2 separate regions of the Rattus norvegicus genome follow, and region 1 is linked to region 2. The links are chromatin contacts, called in public Hi-C maps. All regions are on one chromosome and are shown on one strand. The core of a region is the stretch at or near the end of the contact, and the rest is flanking DNA. Distances in the headings are between cores, read along the strand shown. Region 1 overlaps Mbnl2 (muscleblind-like splicing regulator 2). Region 2 has its middle 130 kb from the start of Ipo5.

Evidence for each region. Hi-C and Micro-C count contacts between places; a contact is called where the count stands out from the background.
Region 1: a contact with region 2 is called in a Hi-C map of liver, with 3 times the contacts expected there. The contact joins two enhancer-like sites. A contact is called at or near these places in 3 of 12 Hi-C or Micro-C datasets (Schwann cells, frontal cortex and liver).

What each region holds. Positions count from the first base shown.
Region 1 is chr15:103,920,087-103,924,030 of GRCr8, forward strand. All of the region lies in intron 7 of Mbnl2 (muscleblind-like splicing regulator 2), which reads left to right. Among named protein-coding and RNA genes, the nearest start is that of Rap2a, 82 kb to the right of the region's middle. Within about 2 kb of position 2,320, at least 4 of the 93 cell types and tissues checked have an H3K27ac peak or open chromatin away from gene starts, as enhancers often do. A contact at or near this core is called in liver, where this site is marked.
Region 2 is chr15:104,284,849-104,288,929 of GRCr8, forward strand. No RefSeq gene overlaps it. Among named protein-coding and RNA genes, the nearest start is that of Ipo5, 130 kb to the right of the region's middle. Within about 2 kb of position 1,798, at least 7 of the 93 cell types and tissues checked have an H3K27ac peak or open chromatin away from gene starts, as enhancers often do. A contact at or near this core is called in liver, where this site is marked.

The DNA of each region.
Region 1 (3,944 bases), core at 1,070-3,569, 360 kb before region 2:
GTGGTTTCTGATAGTTCACACCCCTTGTATATTCACAAGTGTAACTCTGGAAGCCATTGAGAAAGCATGTTCATTACAGAACATGGGAAGAATAAAGAGGGATTTTTCAGAATCTTTTGAAGCCTAACACAGTTAACTCTAAAGTGGAGAATTTTACAAACTAGACCCTTTAATAACTTTCAGGAATAAATTTCCCCCAGAGTGTTTTTTAAAGTAGGCTGGAACACTGACTTCCACACAGGGGTATCCCAAGGTGCCCTATGCATCTAGTTAAATGGGTTCTCTGCCTTTTTGAGTCCACAGCAGAATGAGAAAAATGCTAAACACTTGTATAAATAGGCTATTAAAATTTAGAGTAGTATGAAGGAAAAGGCAAGAGTTCAAATAATTAAAAGAAATGTAAATGGAAACTGACTTAGGTGACTGGGGGAGGTGGGGAAATTAAGACGAGATGATTTTCTGAAGAAATGTCTCGGACTTTGACACCTGAGGAAAGAAAGAAGTCACTAAAGATTATTCTAGATCTGGGGTGGGGGGCCCAAAATTAGATTAAAAGTATGATGTGTTCAATTGAAAGCAAGGAAGGCCCATCCAGATAGACCTTGGTACCAGCAAGGAGGGATGCGGTGGAAAGGTAGTCAGGGCCTGGGCTAGAAGGGCCTCCATCCTCAAAGCAGCAAAGCCTTCCCAGAAGTGGAGTGACTGCCAGCAGAGTGGATCCTGGAGTAGGGGGAGCACGAAAGCCAGACAGGATGCTGTTGCAGGGCTGACATGAGTAGCGATGGGATGGGAACTTGCAGAGCAGCAGAAGTGGTGACTAGGCTCAGAAACAGCCTCATGCTGGCTCAGTGGGGACGGGGCTACATGAGGCTGAAGTGTCATGCAGGTGATGACATCCATCACGTGTTACCAGATGTGGAGGAGACAGAGCAGGAGATAGCACAGTTTAGCGTGTTCCATTGGAGACCCCTGTGGAACCCAGGTTGGGAGGCCAGGAGAAACGTTAGGTAGAGAGACTTTCAATCTAGCAAGGCACAAAACGTAGAAGCCACGAGATCCCTGAGAGCTTTGGAATGTAGGAGTTGAAACACTCATAAAAGATCCACAGAGCAGGGGGGAAAAAAAAGGATCCAGGACAGGCTCTAAAAACTCCAGCACATAGAGAGAGAATTTAGTACAAGTTTTTAGAAGTGCATGCATGCATGCGTGTGTGTGTGTGTGTGTGTGTGTGTGTGTGTGTGTGTGTGTGTAAGAATTCAAAGAAAGAAAGTGGCTTAGCATGCAGAGTGTAGGGAAGTGCAAAATGTCCTGGAAACTGTGGATGAAGTTATAACAGAGCGAGAATAAAACCAACTAGAAGAGGATTGAAGGGCTGAAGGACAGATGGAAGCCAAGAAATCAAAGTGTGGTGCAGGGAACTTTCTAGATGTTTATGAAAGTAGAGAGATGGGGATGGAGGAGGAGATCATATGAGATGCATGTGAGTACACGTGTGTGTCTCGGTGTGCTGCCACATTTCCAGTTTAAAAAAAAAAAAAAAGAAGCCAGCAGTAGCCTGCTTTGGATAGGCTTTTCCTAAGTCAGTGATAGCAGTCTGGTCAAAATGTAGGTCAGGCAAGAAGTCCTTATGAACATGAATGAAGATATTTAGATGCTAGATTCACATCTAACGTCTTAGCATGTAGTCCTGAAACCTTCAGCAGAGGCACCTACATTCGTTTAAAACTACCACTCTGACACATTCACAACCCTGAGTTTCCAGGAACCCCAACATTGCCTTCTTTACATTCTGAGGAACAGAGCCAGTGGCAGACAATCCCTCAGAGCTCCCAACACAGCTTTTCCGTCTTCTGCCTTGCATCGATGTTCAGTCAGAATTTCCTGACACATGTACATCAGGCATTAAGATCATTCACAGATACCACAGTTCTTCCCCAAGAAGCACTGGAGTTGCCGTCCCTCTCCCACCCACTAACCCAGACGCCAATCCGAGACTCTCTAACTCTTCCATCCCTCGGAAGCCATGATCAAAATCTCTCACCAGGGTCCTACGATTGCTTGTGTGGCACTTAGATGTCACTGTCACGTGCCAGCCCTGTGCCACAGAGAGTCTCCTCGCCAGAGCAGATCCCAGACCTGTGTGGCGGCTCTACTCAGGAGCGTCCACCTGTTCCTAGCGCCCAATGTGAGAGTCCCCTGCCCTATCTGTCAGGGCTTTGATTCAGAGGATTCGAACTCTCAATTCACTGTTCTTCTCACATTGCTATCCACACAGCACACATTTCATCACCAAAATGACTCAATGCCGAGCATCAGCTCTGGCCTGGATTTGGCTTGGACTCTACCCCTGGCCTGGCCTTGCCTTTGGCTCACACTGCACACACGACCTTGGAGGAGTTACTGTGCCTCAGATTTTTTCATCTGTAAAATACCTGCTCTCCACCTGACCGGGTTAACTTGATCACGTGTGGAAAACCCTTTGAGGTCTTCAGAGAAGGACACAGTTGTACCATCACATGCCATCCTCCTTAGGATCATGTTGACCTAGAGTAGAAAGGGGAGAGTGCTCAGAGAGTGGGACTTGGGATCTTATTGGCTTTTAAGGAAGTTGGATCTATCTGCTATACTGACGATGTGAACGGCCCTAAGAACTGTGTAAACTAACCTCCTTGTGCTTCGATCTCACTCTGAATGTTAACTCTAAACAGCTAACCTGTTTCTCTCCCTTTTATTCACCTTCCCCCCCATTGCATGACTTCAGGGTCAGTTTTGTGCATGACACCCGCTACCAGTATTGGTAGGTTTCAACCTTTTTTATTTGTCTTTTATATGATGTGCAATGCCTTCACCATTTGACATTTATTTCAGAGACAGTAGAGAATGCTTTAGGAAGTAGATCTGAAGGCTTAATGGCTTTAGAGTTAACGTGTAAGCTATGCTTGTGTATTTAAGAGAGTGATGGTTTTTAATGTGACCTCTTAATGCTAGAATGACCGCCACAGAGACGTAAAGCCACAAGCGCAAGTGTGCTTTTTTTTTTTTTTAAATGATTTGTGCTGTTTCTCTTTATAGTTTATCTGGTTTAGCATGAGGCAAGCAGAGGCAGGCTAATTTCATCAATGTTTTAAAGTTTCATAGTGGTGTGCCTTTATCTCCTCTTTGCTGTGTGTTAGAGTTATCAGAGTTTCCCAGAAGTATTTATTTTTGGAAAATAAAATTATACTTGGATGTATTTTGAAACCAAGTGTCTGAACTACCTTGCTTACTTATCTTTTTAGAGGGCAGACTTATTGGTAATGGCTTTTTTTTTTCTTGTTTTTGCTTTATTTTTGTACCTCCACATTCCCTTAGGTGGGGAATTTCAACAGTGGGGTCTTCTCTCACATTCAGGCCTTGGCACACAAGTCTGTCTTCAGGACAGCTGATCCATTTTACTTACAAATTCAGAAAGTAAACATTGGCAGTATGGATCTGGTTACTTCATGGTAACTGCTCTAGAATTTACGCCAAGGCCATCTCTTTTGCCTCACTGTTCAGTGACCGGAGTAAAGCATGGGGCCACTGAAACTCCACTTTACAATTGGGCTTCTAAATTTAAGGAAAAATTTTTTTGATTTAACCACAACTGATTCCAAAGTTCATCTTATTCTAAATTAGGCCCACTGAGCCTGTGATGTTTTGGAATATATGATTAGTCCACTTGGTTCACTGGATGTTACCTATCATGTTATGTAGAGAAACAGCCATAACTATTGGTCACGATGTCGTCCTCCGAATTGGGAATGGCTCTGTTGTTGGAAACAAAGTATTTGTAAACACGTTGATCAAAGCGGTGTGCTTTGGCCTTTCTGGGAATCACTGATTATGTTTGAAAACTTCCTTTAATTGTATTTGTAATAAGCTATTTTCCCTTTTTATTTCTCTCCCATGCTTCCTTGCTTTGC
Region 2 (4,081 bases), core at 548-3,047:
ACTCTTAAATTTTTTTTTTTTTTGGTTCTTTTTTTCGGAGCTGGGGACCGAACCCAGGGCCTTGCGCTTCCTAGGTAAGCGCTCTACCACTGAGCTAAATCCCCAGCCCCCATAACTCTTAAATTTAAAACCACCTCCTACATATACCAAAACTACAATAGGTACTAGTTAAAAATATACCTGTTATGGTCTCCCTTACCAGGTTTCCCTTAGAACCACTTTAACATTTATTCACATATTTATACTTATAAAAGTATATATTTTACAATTGTTTTAGATTAAAATTAGTTTGGGGGGAAGGGGATAGCATTTGAAATGTAAATACATAAAATATCCAATAAATATATAATTAAAAAAATATAATTAGTTTATGTAAGTATTTTTACCCAATTTAGGATGGATATCTCAGTAACAACTCCCATCAGTAGGATCTCTAAAACCAAAACAAATTTAAAACTACTTTCCAAAATAAATAAAACAAATATCAGAGAGGATGTGGAGAAATTGGAACCCTTTTACACTGAGGGCAGGAATGTAAAATAGTCTGACCTCTATGGAAAACAGTGTGATAATTTCTCAAAATACTAAAAAAGAAAAATAGTTCTAGGGCCTGGGAGGATGTCTCAGTAAATTAAAGCACGTGCCTGACCTCCTGAATTTGACCCCCAAAACTTCCTCACAGCGGGAGGAAGAAACGACTCCCACAAGTTGTCCTCTGACCTCCCCAAGTGTACACACACAATACACACATGAACCCATACATGCACACACTTACACAAACATATACATACATAAATACATACATACACACATACATACATAGGTATGCACACACATACACAGACACACTCAGAGACATGCTTACATAAACACATAAGCACATATATGCACACAATGCATGCACATACACATGCATTCCCGCACACTCTCGTGAGGGTGTGTGCTTGGCGTGTGCACAGGCACAAACACATAGACACACACACACACACACACACACACACACACACACTGTCTCTTCCTGGAGTTCAAATGATGAAAACAGATTCAAACAGATCAATATTTTAGGAAAAAAACAAGTACAATGGGACATGCTCAAGGAGTGGCCAGGCATGTCCTGTGACCGTCAGCTGCCCAAGTCAGGTGGGTACCCTTGCAGCAACAAGGGAGGCTGGACGAGCCAAAGGGTTGGTTCATGTCCTTCACCCTTTGTTCAACTGTGACACAGTGAGGTCCAGAAATACGTAGTATTTTAGTGAAGTGAAACAAAACCAGATTAACAAGCCAGCTCTGTGCCTTTGCTGACACACTGGTAAAATATCTTGGGTCTTTTCTGCAAATTCTTAGTCTCACGTCAGGATCATTTATTTACTATGTGTTAAACAAAGCAACTTTGTTAAATGTGCGTAAAAGCATTTGCCTTTGAGATGATAAATAAGTGTACTGTTTCCATTAAAAAGCACAATGCCGGGGCTGGGGATTTAGCTCAGTGGTAGAGCGCTTACCTAGGAAGCGCAAGGCCCTGGGTTCGGTCCCCAGCTCCGAAAAAAAGAACCAAAAAAAAAAAAAAAAAAAAAAAAAAAAGCACACTGCCTGGCTTCTAGACTTTCGGCCGATGGCTGCTGCATGAATAAATTCGTCAGAACTATGACACTGATAGGTCTGAGCTAGTTAAGAAACATTTCTTTGGGGATCAGAAGCGTCGAGGCTGAAGAGAAGGCTCGGTGGGTGAGAGCAGTTGCCACACAGTCAGGTTTGGATCCCTGCACCTATGTAAAAAGCTGGGGGTGGCTTCGTACAACAGTAACCTTGGCGGCGCTGTGGGGAGTGATGACAGGATGGTTGGGGCTTGCTGGCCACCAGTGAGAAGGAAGAGCGCGCCCAATTCCAGAGCTGGTCACATGACAGCTTTCAACCACGAGGCAAAGGAACGCTTCGATGAGGAAGTGAAACGAGCAAATGCCTGAAAGAAGGAAGCAGCGGCCTGGGAATACACTCCTACATAGGAGAACCACTAATGTCTGCACTCAGACTGGAGAAAGCCTGATGTGTTCAGCAACATGTGTGGTTGGAGCAAAGTCAGCTCCAAAACAAAATGAGCCAATAGTTTTAATTAATTAATTAGCTATTTAATTAATTACATCCCAAATATTGCCCTCCCTCTCGGTCCTCCCTCTCAGAGTTCCTCCCCCATACCCCCTCCCTTTGCCTCTAAGAGGACAGCCCCCACCCCGCATGCCCCCATCCAGGTGCATCAAATCCCTGCAAAATTAGGCACATCCTCTCCGATTGAGGCCAGATGTGGCAGCCCTCTGTTACATATGTGTCAGGGCCCGTGTACGCTCGTTGGTTGGTGAGCCAGTATTTCAAAGCTTTCTGTGAGAGAGACAACAGTTACTCCTGTGCCCCTTGGTGTCATGATTGCCATCCTGGTACGTCGAGCTATGCGGCCTAATGTAGCTCTGGGCTCTTTTAGACGACGTCATATTAGGAAACCTGACTCAGTCCCCAACTCGTTGGCTCTGTTGCTTTCTATTCCTGTGATGAAACACCATAACTAAAAACAACCTGGGGAGGAAAGGGTTTGCTTGACTTGCTGGTCCATCATCAGGAGAAGCTAAGGCAGGAACCTGGAGATTGGACCGGAAGCAGAGGCTGTGGAACGGTGCTGCTCAGTGCTTGCTCCCCAGGGCTGTCTCTGCTTTCTTACAGAACCCAGAACCAACCACCCGCCCAGAACAGCACCACTCATCGCGGGCTAAATACTCTCACATCCACCAGTAACCAATAAAACACCTTACAGGCTTGCCTACGGGCCAGGTTGACGAGGACATGTTCTCAACCGAGGGTCCCCCTTCCCAGATGACTCTAGGTTGTGACGACCTGACAAAAACCTGGCCGACACGCCCACTCTGCGTTAAAACTCAGCTCTGTGAGCCCCAGCTGGCTCCGTGCCAGGTTGAACAGCAGTTGCGAGTCACGAGGACAGAGTCCAAGAAGAGGGCGCTGCTTCAAAAATCTAACCTAACTCCTAGGAAAACAGAAGCGAAATGTATCCCACGGAGAACCCACATCCCTACCCTGAAAAGAAAATAAAGAAAAAGAAATAAAAAGCATTGGGTTTTTGTTTTTGTTTTTTTTTTAATGCTCAAAGCACAGCTCATTCAAATAACTGGACTGGACAAGAGTTTCTGCAGCTGTGACAGGTTTAACAATGATGTCACCTCATCTGAAGCAATTCACATTTTAAATGGTGTCTGTAAGTCCAAAAATGGAAGAACACACTGGCAATAAGACAGCCATTTATGCCTGAACAAGTCTCGATTTCCTTAAAGTGGGGCTCACAAAGGACTCAGCTCAGAGGTAATTGAACTGCGCTGTTCTGATGCCTCATTTTTTTTTCCCAGCAAATTGGCCGCTTTCTTTATAAGTCTCCCCCTGGGACTCAGAAGACATTAATAACAACGATGATGCTTGTTGGAGGGCCTAATCCTATTTCAGGAAGGTTCTCTTGAGGGTTAATATGGTTGTATACATATTTTTTTCCTCCAAAGATACCAGGAAATACTTAATTTTTCAGCCACTGGCCCAAAAGAATATTAGAGCGCCACCTGGTGGACTTGTTTATTCGGTAAGCAAAATCCTGTTTTCACCACGGCATTTCACCACGGCGTAATAACACACCGTGCTTTAGTACTGTCACATTATAACAGTAAATCTCTGTCTCTTAAGACTGGGTTTGGGAGTTAGTTCCTCCTGCTTGAACTGCTGTATTCTTCTGGCAGTATCTACCCACAGCCCCCTTCCCTTCCTCGGGGAAACAAATAGCGTTCGTTCACCTAGAGAGTGAATCATACCACTATGCTTGATACATAGAAAATAACATTTGAAAATGTGTATGTTAGCACCAGCCGGAGTGAGCCATGACTGTAATTCTAGCACCTAGGAGGTAGAGGCAGAAGGATCAAGAGTTCAAGGCCATCCTCAGCCAGTTTGTGTGTGTAAGGCTAGCCTGACATACAGACCTTATCTCACAGGCTGGGAGTGGCTGGCTGACCAGACGGCTCAGTGTATAAAGACGTTA